2 separate regions of the Zea mays genome follow, and region 1 is linked to region 2. A link is a contact called in public Hi-C data. All regions are on one chromosome and are shown on one strand. Each heading gives the region's core, a stretch centred on a gene start, on an enhancer-like site or on the middle of the called end of the contact. The rest is flanking DNA. Distances are from core to core; before and after follow the strand shown. Region 1 holds the start of LOC100277773. Region 2 holds the start of LOC103629382 (RING/FYVE/PHD zinc finger superfamily protein).

What was found. A called contact is a pair of places that touch in the nucleus more often than the background predicts.
Region 1: a contact with region 2 is called in a Hi-C map of leaf, with 3 times the contacts expected there. The contact joins the promoter of LOC100277773 here to the promoter of LOC103629382 in region 2. A contact is called at or near these places in 6 of 25 Hi-C or Micro-C datasets (bundle sheath, leaf, leaf mesophyll and 1 more).

What each region holds. Positions count from the first base shown.
Region 1 is chr6:67,740,314-67,745,511 of Zm-B73-REFERENCE-NAM-5.0, reverse strand. It overlaps LOC100277773, which reads left to right and starts at 1,705. Exons shown (of 2, transcript NM_001151257.1): 1 at 1,705-2,242; 2 at 4,072-5,198. The coding sequence starts at 1,773.
Region 2 is chr6:67,584,463-67,588,984 of Zm-B73-REFERENCE-NAM-5.0, reverse strand. LOC103629382 (RING/FYVE/PHD zinc finger superfamily protein) reads left to right here and starts at 2,589. Exons shown (of 13, transcript XM_008650520.4): 1 at 2,589-3,000; 2 at 4,089-4,165; 3 at 4,275-4,522. The coding sequence starts at 4,159.

The sequences.
Region 1 (5,198 bases), core at 456-2,955, 160 kb before region 2:
TTTTCACGCAAATCCTGGCCTTATCTAACGGTTGCATCTTGTTCACGCCAACGGGCCGCTGAGAGCGCATTGCACGCCTGTGCTGTGTGCCTGTGAGGGCCTGCATCGCCTGGCCTCATGGAAATAGAATGGAAAATGAAATGTCGGTCCGGGTGGTGAAGGGATATGAACAGGGACGGAGGGTGGTAGAAAATTAAGGGAACATATGCATATATATATATATATATATGGTGTATATGAATTAACAAATTTTTCAAAAAAAATCTGAAATAAAAGCATACATTTTTTTCATCCTACTCCAATTATATAAAAATTATCAAATTCAAATTCATTATACTTAACTTTTTTTTTTATAAAATTGGCTAAAATATTCTCTCTTTTTTAATTACAGATAAAGTATAACGAATTTAAACTTAATTTTTTGTAAATAATTGAAGTATGATGAAAACTAATTTGTATGTTTTTTTGCTAAAATTATTATTAATTCATGTGCATCGTCAAAATCTCATGTAAATGAGATATGTTTCTCGGTAGAAAAAACAAACCGATGCGAACAAAGTTTGCGATTCTCAAAGCGCCGATGCGGTCCACCACCACCTCTGCTGCAACGGCTCGGCTGGGGAGCAGAGCACGGCAAGCGAAATGTGAGAGCTAGGGAGTATCCAAAGGCCCACCACCACAGATACACACATGCCAGGAACTGCTTGCTACAGGTCCCCAACCCCACTCGAGGACAGTACGCCCTGCTGTGGTAACAGTACTAAAATTTGCTGTATTTCTCGCAGAATTTGTGATGTTATATGCGTCATGTATGGTACTTAGGGCGGGGTAGAAAGGAAAAGGTTATGACAACAAAACCTTATTCCAAGCGAGGTCGAAAACTACAATACCAACTAAACTTTTAGGGTTAGTTTGGTGGACAGGAAAATAAGGTTTTGTCAAGAAAATCTATCCCTTACCATTTAATTTTGAATAATAAGGGAATCTATCCTCGTAAAATCCCCTTCATTTTTTTCCACCAAAGGGACCGTTATCTTGCCCTGTGGTCACCGTTCTAGAGCGTACAAGAACGCCAAACCTTTTGGGTTATCTCATACGAATGTTTTGTCAAGTATGTGGATTGCTTACTTACTATTTATGCTCGTGACATGCTACATGGCTGGATTCACACAAAAGAACAGCATGGCCTGGATTTCCATATTGACTCGCTTGTGAGCGTCATCCGGAAAGGAACAGATCATTTTTTGTGTGCGCGGGGGGCATCGGGCCAAACCAAAAGCACGGACACCAACCAAAGGCCAACTCATGAACACCAACAACTAGTGTAGTGTGTAGTTGTGTGCACGCTGGCTTGGTCCCCGTAGCAGAGAACCCCACCCCCATAAAAGCTCCTCTCCATTGGCCGAACGCCGAGAGCACCACTCCCTCCCTCCGGCTCCCAACCCCAGCACAGCGCAGCAGCAGTCCTCTCTCCTCTCACTCTACTCCTCCAGCTCCCCACCCCTCTCCCAAAACCTCAGTTCAATCCCAGGTTTCAAATCCGCCACCTTTTGGACACACACCACACTTGCCTACCCCCAGAGCTGAGCTAGCTAGCTGCTCTCTCTCTCTCTTTTCACCTAAGCGAGAACAGAGCCCAAGAGGCCTCAAAAGAACCACTGCACTTCCTCCGCATAGCTCGTCGCCCTCTCTCTCCTATCAGTCCTCCCAGCTCCAGCTACCACAGCAGCCCTCTCGCTTAAAGGAGGAGGGAGAAGAGGGCGGGGCGAGCAATGTCGGAGCAGCAGCAGCCATTGCCGCAGCCTCGGAGCAGCATGCGGGAGGCTCTGGAGAAGGAGGACAAGGAGAAGGCGGCGGCTGCTGCGGCGGCCAAGGAGAAGGCGGCCGTCCCCAAGAACGGCAACGGCAACGGCGGCAAGAATGGCGGCGGCGCCGGCAGCGGCAACGGCGGAGCGCCCCCGCAGTCCGGGGAGGAGACGGCCCGCGAGATCCAGGTGGTCAGGGAGGCGTACCGCCGCGAGACGGCCGCGCCGGCCTACGTCATACCCGAGGAGCCGCCGGCCGTGGTCGAGCTCGTCGGCTGGTACATCTACGGCTTCTGCTCCTACTTCATCACCCACCTGCTGCTGCCGGTCCTCTTCCCGGCCATCATCACGCAGGTCGCCTTCCCCAACTCCGACTTCACGCCCGACCCCAAGTACACCCTCAAGGGCGTCACCTGCTCCGTCCACGAGATGTCCATGTAAGACACGCAGCACACTCCTCCCTCCCCCGCCCTGCTTCCTTAAATCTTGTGGTTTTCCCTTTATTTCACAACCTTTATTTCTCTCTTTTCGCGCCATCCCTTTTTTGAGTTATTTTTTTCTTTTTAGGGGGAGGCTAGACGGTGTTTTTGTTTGTTTCTAGGAGGTTTAGTGATTTGTTTGTGTTGTTTCTTACTGTATTTTTTCGGAGGTTTAGTGATTTGTTTCTTTCTTACTGTATTTTTTCTGTCTCTTTTCCGTTGTCCAAGAACCATGGGTTACTGAACAAGCCAGATGTGTTCTCCAGATTTATTTCTACCTCTTTTTTTTCAAACTTTGAGCTACTGTAGTGAGTTTTCCTTTTATTTTCTTCTTCTCCTGTGTGTAGTGTTTACCCACTTCCCTCTCTTGTCTAAGCGGTAAGAGCTCTAAGCTGGTGTCTTGTTTTGGGGTTTCCCCACCTGATGCCTTCTTAAAAACACATCTTGTTTTGTTTAGCAAACAAGGAAGCATACGTTACACCCTTCACTCCAAGAAAACAAGCTTTTTTTGCTTTTCTCCCAGCTTTGTTTTTGTTGGTCCTATTCATCTTGTGATGTTGAACATGGCTGCTCTTCCATCTTCTGCCGAGGCTATTTACCTACCCCGTGCCCTAAACGTGAAGAAGAAGCTCAATCGAAGAAAAAAGACTAGATTTTTCATGGCTTAGTCGATATATCTTGTATATGCAGAAGAGAAGAAAACCTAAAAGAAAAAAAGGACCCTGATTCCTCAGAGATTCCTTGTTTCCGTGGTGTCAATTATTGGTAGCAGATAAGAGATTCAGGAGCAAAGCTCCAAAAGATGCTACTGTTTCGTCCTATCTAGCTGAGAGTACTAGCAGATTAGCGACGCATATCATACCCACCCATCTCTCTTTTTTTCTGTTATTATTCTTATTTTTCTCTAGACATGGACACATTGGATTTTTTTGTCATTGTCATCAGATGAGGATGGTCACAGTATTTCTTGGGAGGATAAGGTCAAACAAACAGTTCCTAGGGGTGTGTCTGTAAAATTTATTTAAAATCTTTGGCAACGTTGTGGTGAAATTGAAATGGGGGGTACTGCTGAGATGGGAAAGGGGCAGAGGAATTTATGAGGTGCCAAGAGGAAGCCTGTGCTGTGCGTCTCATTAAATTGCGCAGAAAAACCCTGAACCATATTTCAGATAGCTTCTAGCCGTCGCATCAGAATTGTGAGGGGATGCAATGCTCACCACATTTTTTTTGCATTTACTACTCATCCTAGCAGTAATTTTCTTTTTGCAATCTACGCATCTGTTGGCTGATAGATCTAGCTGGCATAGAGGGGAGGGGTACATTGCTTGTCTCACTTTTGATGGAACCGAGAGAAAAAGAGAGCACAAAAAAAGCAGGTCCATGCTTTGCTGCCTTCTCTTTGGTCTTTGGCCCCTTTCCCTTTTGAACAGGAAAAGAGCCGTTGCTTGCAATTACATGACCGCTCTCTGCTTTTAACCCCCAATAAACTGTTGGTGGCCAACTGCAGGTCCAGCCAACTGGTAGGTGCTACAGCAAGGCATCCTTAAAAATGCACCAGGCCAACTAACTGCTCTTGATTGCAAAGGGGGAGGGGATTGTTGATTCTTAAATGCGTGTATATTGACGCCCCAACTCACAAACGTTGTTTCTTAATCTGTTAATCTATACTACTAGTCTGTAAAATTTTATATTTGCATTTCTGTCCATTCTCTTGCATCTACCATTCAGAGTTCACGTCATGCAGCCAAACATACATGATGCTCACTCCAGATTTACTCATTGTCCAGGTACCAGAGGCTTACCAAGCACTCCATTGTGATCGATGGATCCCGGATGTCACCATTGGGCTGGAGTGGACTGTCGTGGGCAATCGGCATCCTCATCGTGGCGCCGCTCCTCACCCAGACCGCTCACCATCTCGACCGTGGCCAGTACCAGTCGCTGATCCTCATTGCCGCCACGTCCTTCGGGTCCTTCTTCTGCCTGCTAACAGGCTTCTTCAAGACGGTCTGGGTGTTCCTGTTCTACATCCTCTTCATCGCTGGCTCGATCATCGTCGCTGAGGCGGTGCACACCCGCAACCTTGGGCTGATGATCCGTGGCCTGGCTGCGCATGACTCGGGCAAGCACCTTGTCCTTCGCCGCCGCGCTGCTGCCAGCCAGCTCAGCCTGTACTGCACTGCCATAGGAGGCATTGGAGCTGCCCTCATGGCAGCTTTCATGTACCACATGCTGCGGCGCACTGACCAGCTCACTGGCCTCTGGGTCGTGTCCATCTTCTGTGGCCTTATCTGGTTCATCGGCATCTGCCATGGCCTCTTCACAAACAGGCCCAGCAGCTCGTCACCCACCACCGCATTCGAGCCCAACTTCTTCACCAAGCTCAGCTACAGCATGACCCTCCTCCGTTACCCGCAGGCCATTGGCAGCCTGGTTGCGGTGTTCCTGTCCTCTTTCGCCACAATGTGCATCTTCACCAGCGGCACGCTCTATGCTATCGGTGGTGTCTGCATCAAGCCGGTGCTCGTGCTTGCGCTATGGATCCTCTACTTTCTGTTCCCCTTGATCTCGCTCCCGCTCCTCCACCCGATCCAGATCATAATCCGCGCGGACGCCGTGCGCATGCAGCTGCTCGGGTTCATAATCTGCCTGTTCGTGTCCGGTGCCGGGTTCTACTTCAAGAGCCACAGGTGGAGGGCTGCCCACATCATCGTCATCGCCCTGGTCCAGAGCACCGCCAATGGCATACTGTACGCGTTCGGCCGCATCCTGCTCCTCGATGCCTCGCCGCCGGGGAAGGAGGGTGCGTTCTCGGTCTGGTACGCGTTTGTTCGTGTCACCGGTGCCATGATCGGCTTCGCTGCCTCCTCCGCTGGCCCTGGGCGCGCGGGAGGGTCCTTTGCTGCTGCGTTCC
Region 2 (4,522 bases), core at 1,340-3,839:
TATTGTCTCCAGTACATCCAAAACATTAACCATCCTTTTCCTTTTGGGGGTCACAGCCGGACCCTTCTGAGCTTGTGGCACTCCAACTTCTGCCGAAGGACTTAAAATTTCTGATATTTTTGTCCCTTCAGCTTTCGACTCTTCAGTTTTTTCAGCCTTCGGTGTTGCAGACAGCTCTTCAGCTTTCTGCGCAGGTATAGGTTTTTTTGGCTTCAGTAGCCGAAGAAGCCTCGCCGACAAACTCGGGCACTGTGGCCGGCTCAATATAGCGTGGCCGGTGTGTAAGAACCTTCATCTTTTTTCTCTTCGGCGTTGGCTCACTAGGAGCGGCCGAAGCAACTTCCTTCACAGAAGCTGTACCTTTTCTTTTTTGACCCCGTATTGGGTAACAGTAGTCAGGATAGACAAATCCGATAGCATCGAAAACTCTGTTCAGCCTCTTCTTTTTCCGGCCTCCGAAGGCCGCTGATAGCGCAATATCTTCTGCCTTTGAGTACGGTCCGAGCACTTCATCACTTGTAGTTTCAACACATTTCAACCAATCGTCGTCTGGCTCGATAAATTGGTCTACGAACTTGAAGGTATATTTTAGTCTAACCAGACCACCTTCGTGTGGGTTGCTGATGGTTTCCTTCGGTATTTCCCAGTTAGCTACCAATGGCCATATCTTGTAGGCCACGTGCTCTTGAACTAAATCTCTTGTCCCGATGAAAGAGCAGACTACGCGGAAGGCCCTCTGGCATTCTTCGGCTGCTTCATCCATTTCCACCTTCGGTTTCCGGAGTCCGAAACGCTGCCAGATAGGGCACATGATGATATCTTTAATATCTTCTCGTGCCTTCAAATCGTTTTTCACATAAAACCATTTCTTCATCCAGTCTCCGGGCCATCTCTTTCGAAAGGTTGGCACGGGACAGCTTGACCCAGATCGAGCACCGAAGCTATAGCAGCCAAAATTGTTATGATATTGCTCTTTACCCCAGGGTTTCGTCTCATATAATAGCTCATGCATATTGCAGAAACTTTTTGCATTTGGCTCCAAACCTTGGCTCTTCACGGCCCATACGAAGATTCCCATCCTTATGATTGCTTCGAGAGTAATTTGATGTAGGCAGATTTCAAATATCTTCAAAACTTCAACCACGAAACTGCTTAGAGGAAACCGAAGCCCAGCCTTGAAGAAGCTTCAGAAGATCACGACTTCATTTTCCTTGGGAGTAGGACAAGTTTTCTCTCCTTCGTCAGCCCTCACAATAGACAAATCCCAAAAATATTTACCCCTCATATTGACAAGATGACTTTGTTTAATGGTTGATTTTCCAAAAACTGCATGGCTTGGCCGCCAGGGTCGATCTTCCGAGTCTCCCCCCACTTTCCGCATCAAAACTATCACTATCACCAATATCTTCAGATAAACCTTCCAAAATTTCCCTTGTAATATTTTCTGTATTTGTCTTTGATATTGATTCAAGAAAGCCAAGATTCTTCTCCTCAAGAAGGCTCAGCTTTGTTTTAGCAACAGCTTTCTTATCTTCAGACATCTTCGGAAATGCTAAAAACCGCTTTTGAAGCCGAAGCTTAAAAAACTTACAAATTAAGCAAGTCTTGTTGCGCAAGAGTTAAAAACTGAGTAAGCAAGAGCAGATGGCAAAGAAAACGTACCAAATGACATTGCGGTGTGCTCTTATTTATACGTCTGGTGCATTGAGAATAGGAGGGCCCCGCCTGCCATTGACTGTTGCTATCCTAGCAAGAGGAAGGTGTTTTTTCGGACCTTCGGCTTAGGGTATTTGTCCATATCGCAATCTGAATTTATTATCCTAACAAATTAATATTGCGAGGGGCTACTTGTTGGGGGCCTTCGGCTTCCGAAGGTCCTCAAAAACGTGATTTGACAATATCTCTGTAGTATAATACATGAGCAGGTACCTTCGGACATGGACCCTTCGGACAAGTCAAAATTGCTGTATGAAAAAACACAAAGAGAACGAAGGATGGAATAGAGCCGAAGCTGTGCGCAAGGAAGCTTCGGTATGATGGCAGAAAAGAGGAAAAGACTATTTAGACCCCGATAGATTACTTTAGAGTTATTATCAAAAGCAAAGGGCTTGGATGTAATTTTATATGGGCTGCGACCCGTACCTATAAATAGGTGAACAATACTCCCGTACTGTTCACGCTGACTGAGCATTTGCTTTTGCGTCACACTTGTACTTTTACCTTCTTTCAAGTCAAATATGTATTTGTAATCCGATATCATTTCTATTTTTCCATAGCAATAAAATAGAAATGGGTTGATAATAATACATAACTGTTTATGTTATCTTTTATATTCCATGTAATTCCTTCTTCATTATGATATGTAATGTTTATGAAGGTATGTCATCCATAACTTTTGTCCGGAAATCATTATATCCCAAGTGAAATAATGCTTCGAATGACGAATGACTTTAACGTTTAACATTTTCTATGTTGGCTTGTTCTTAACTTTTAGTATTTGAGAACAAGTCCCAACAGTATAGAGTATAGAAATAGAAATAGAAGAGATAAATAGATTAAAATTAGGCCATAAAACCAAATACCGCTACGACGATAAAAACTTTGCAAATAAATTCGTGATGAAAAAACCGGCCCACCACAAGGCCCGCGCATCCCCTTCCGCTGATTCTCCCCTTCCATCCGCTGCATTCCTCCCACATTCCACCGCACCCACACGTTTCTTTACCCTAACCCCGACAGCCGCCGCCGTTTCTTCATCTTCCTCGCAGCGCCGGCGCTCCATCTTCCGCTCCCTCCCCGACTCGCGATCGGCACGCAGGCGACGTCGGGGCAGTCTCGGACTCGGCGGCGGCGTCAGCGGCTCCCCCTCCCGCCCTCGCCAGTCGCTTCCGGTCCTCCGCACACCAACCGGCGACTCTGCGTGCGCGCCTCCTGCTTCCGGTGGACCGTCGACGGCGCCCGGGCCCCGGTGGCCGGCGGGCAGCGAGAGCCAGCAGCCTGGTAACGACTGAGAGATATAATTTTTGGAACCCTGATAACAACTATGAGATTGCATTTCATGACATTCACATGGAACTAATCCAGCTGTGTATGTATTGATTTTAATAGCACTGAATTTAAATGATTTGTTTTTTGTCTTCTGAATAACATTTTTTGTTATATTGATCATTAAAACTTAAAGGATATACTGTATGATTTTAATAAGTTCAAACTGTAAGCCTGAGAGATGGCCTGGCTTGAATGGGGGGTTGATCATAGAAGTCAGGGCAATAAGTATTCAGGAATTCGGTCATACTTCTGTTTTTTGTTACGAAAAAAGGAGGGGAAAGTCAGTGCCGAATGCATGGTATAAAAGTAAGTTTGATTTTCCACCATAACTGCAGTTGGTGAGTACATAATGAAACCACTGTTGTAGTGTACTAGTGTCACATAGTTCTCTGTACCTTTTTCTGGAAGTAATGTTTGCTATTGATCTAAAATGTAGAATATCTTCAACTATTTTTAGTTGGATAGTATGATTAAAATGAATAGTAAAAATCTGATATATTAATCATGTGTGTATACCAAAACTTGATGCAGGTATTGTGTAGATCTAAATTACATATCATTGTTGAATCTGTGTTGCGTCATACTGGTGTCTGAATTTACCCTTGATTTGTTCTATAGTATAGTTACTACCACCATCCCAAAATGAACATCACTCTACCTTTGTCTTAAGTCAAACTATTTTTAAGTTTTAGCAAACTTATAGAGAAGATTATCAACATTTATGATACCAAATATATACATCATGAGAATATATTTTATGATGAATCCAACGACACTTGTTCAGCAATATGAATAACTTTTATATAAATTGTCCAACCTGAAGTAGTTTGATTTTGGACAAAATTAGGGTGCCATTCTCTTTGGGACTGAGGATGTACTAATATATTGCACTTAATATTCTGTGTATATGTTTACATGCTTGTGTATGGACTGCCAGGTTTTTCTTTTCCTATTTCTGTTATTTCCATGTTATTACTTGTCAGAAACTTTGAACCAAGTATTTCTTATTTACCTGTTGTTTAATGTGTTGAAATTTAAAGGCAGTTTTCCTCATTGGAAAGGAAGGACAATCAGAGCCAAGAGTTTCTTCATAAACCTGAATAAAAGGACATGCGATGTATGTTATCTTCCCTTTTCATCTTATTTGCATCTTAGGTTTTTATATCACTTCACAACCATAATACGTGATGCCGTTAATGCTTATATATATGTTTTCACTTGTTTAGTACGGAATACAGACAGGGCACCGCGTAGCTCAGGTCGTCGCAATAATGTTCTTTCATGGATCTCTGAAGTTAAAGACACATCTAATGTGGGCGTAAGAAAGAAAAGGGGGAGAAGAGCACCTCCATCTGCTAAAAGATTGCGTGATAAAAGGGTGGATAAGGCGATTGAAAGTGATGGTGCTGTTGACAGTGACAGCGATGATACAGATGGACAGGTTGACAAGAATCAGCCTAGTGCACACATTGAG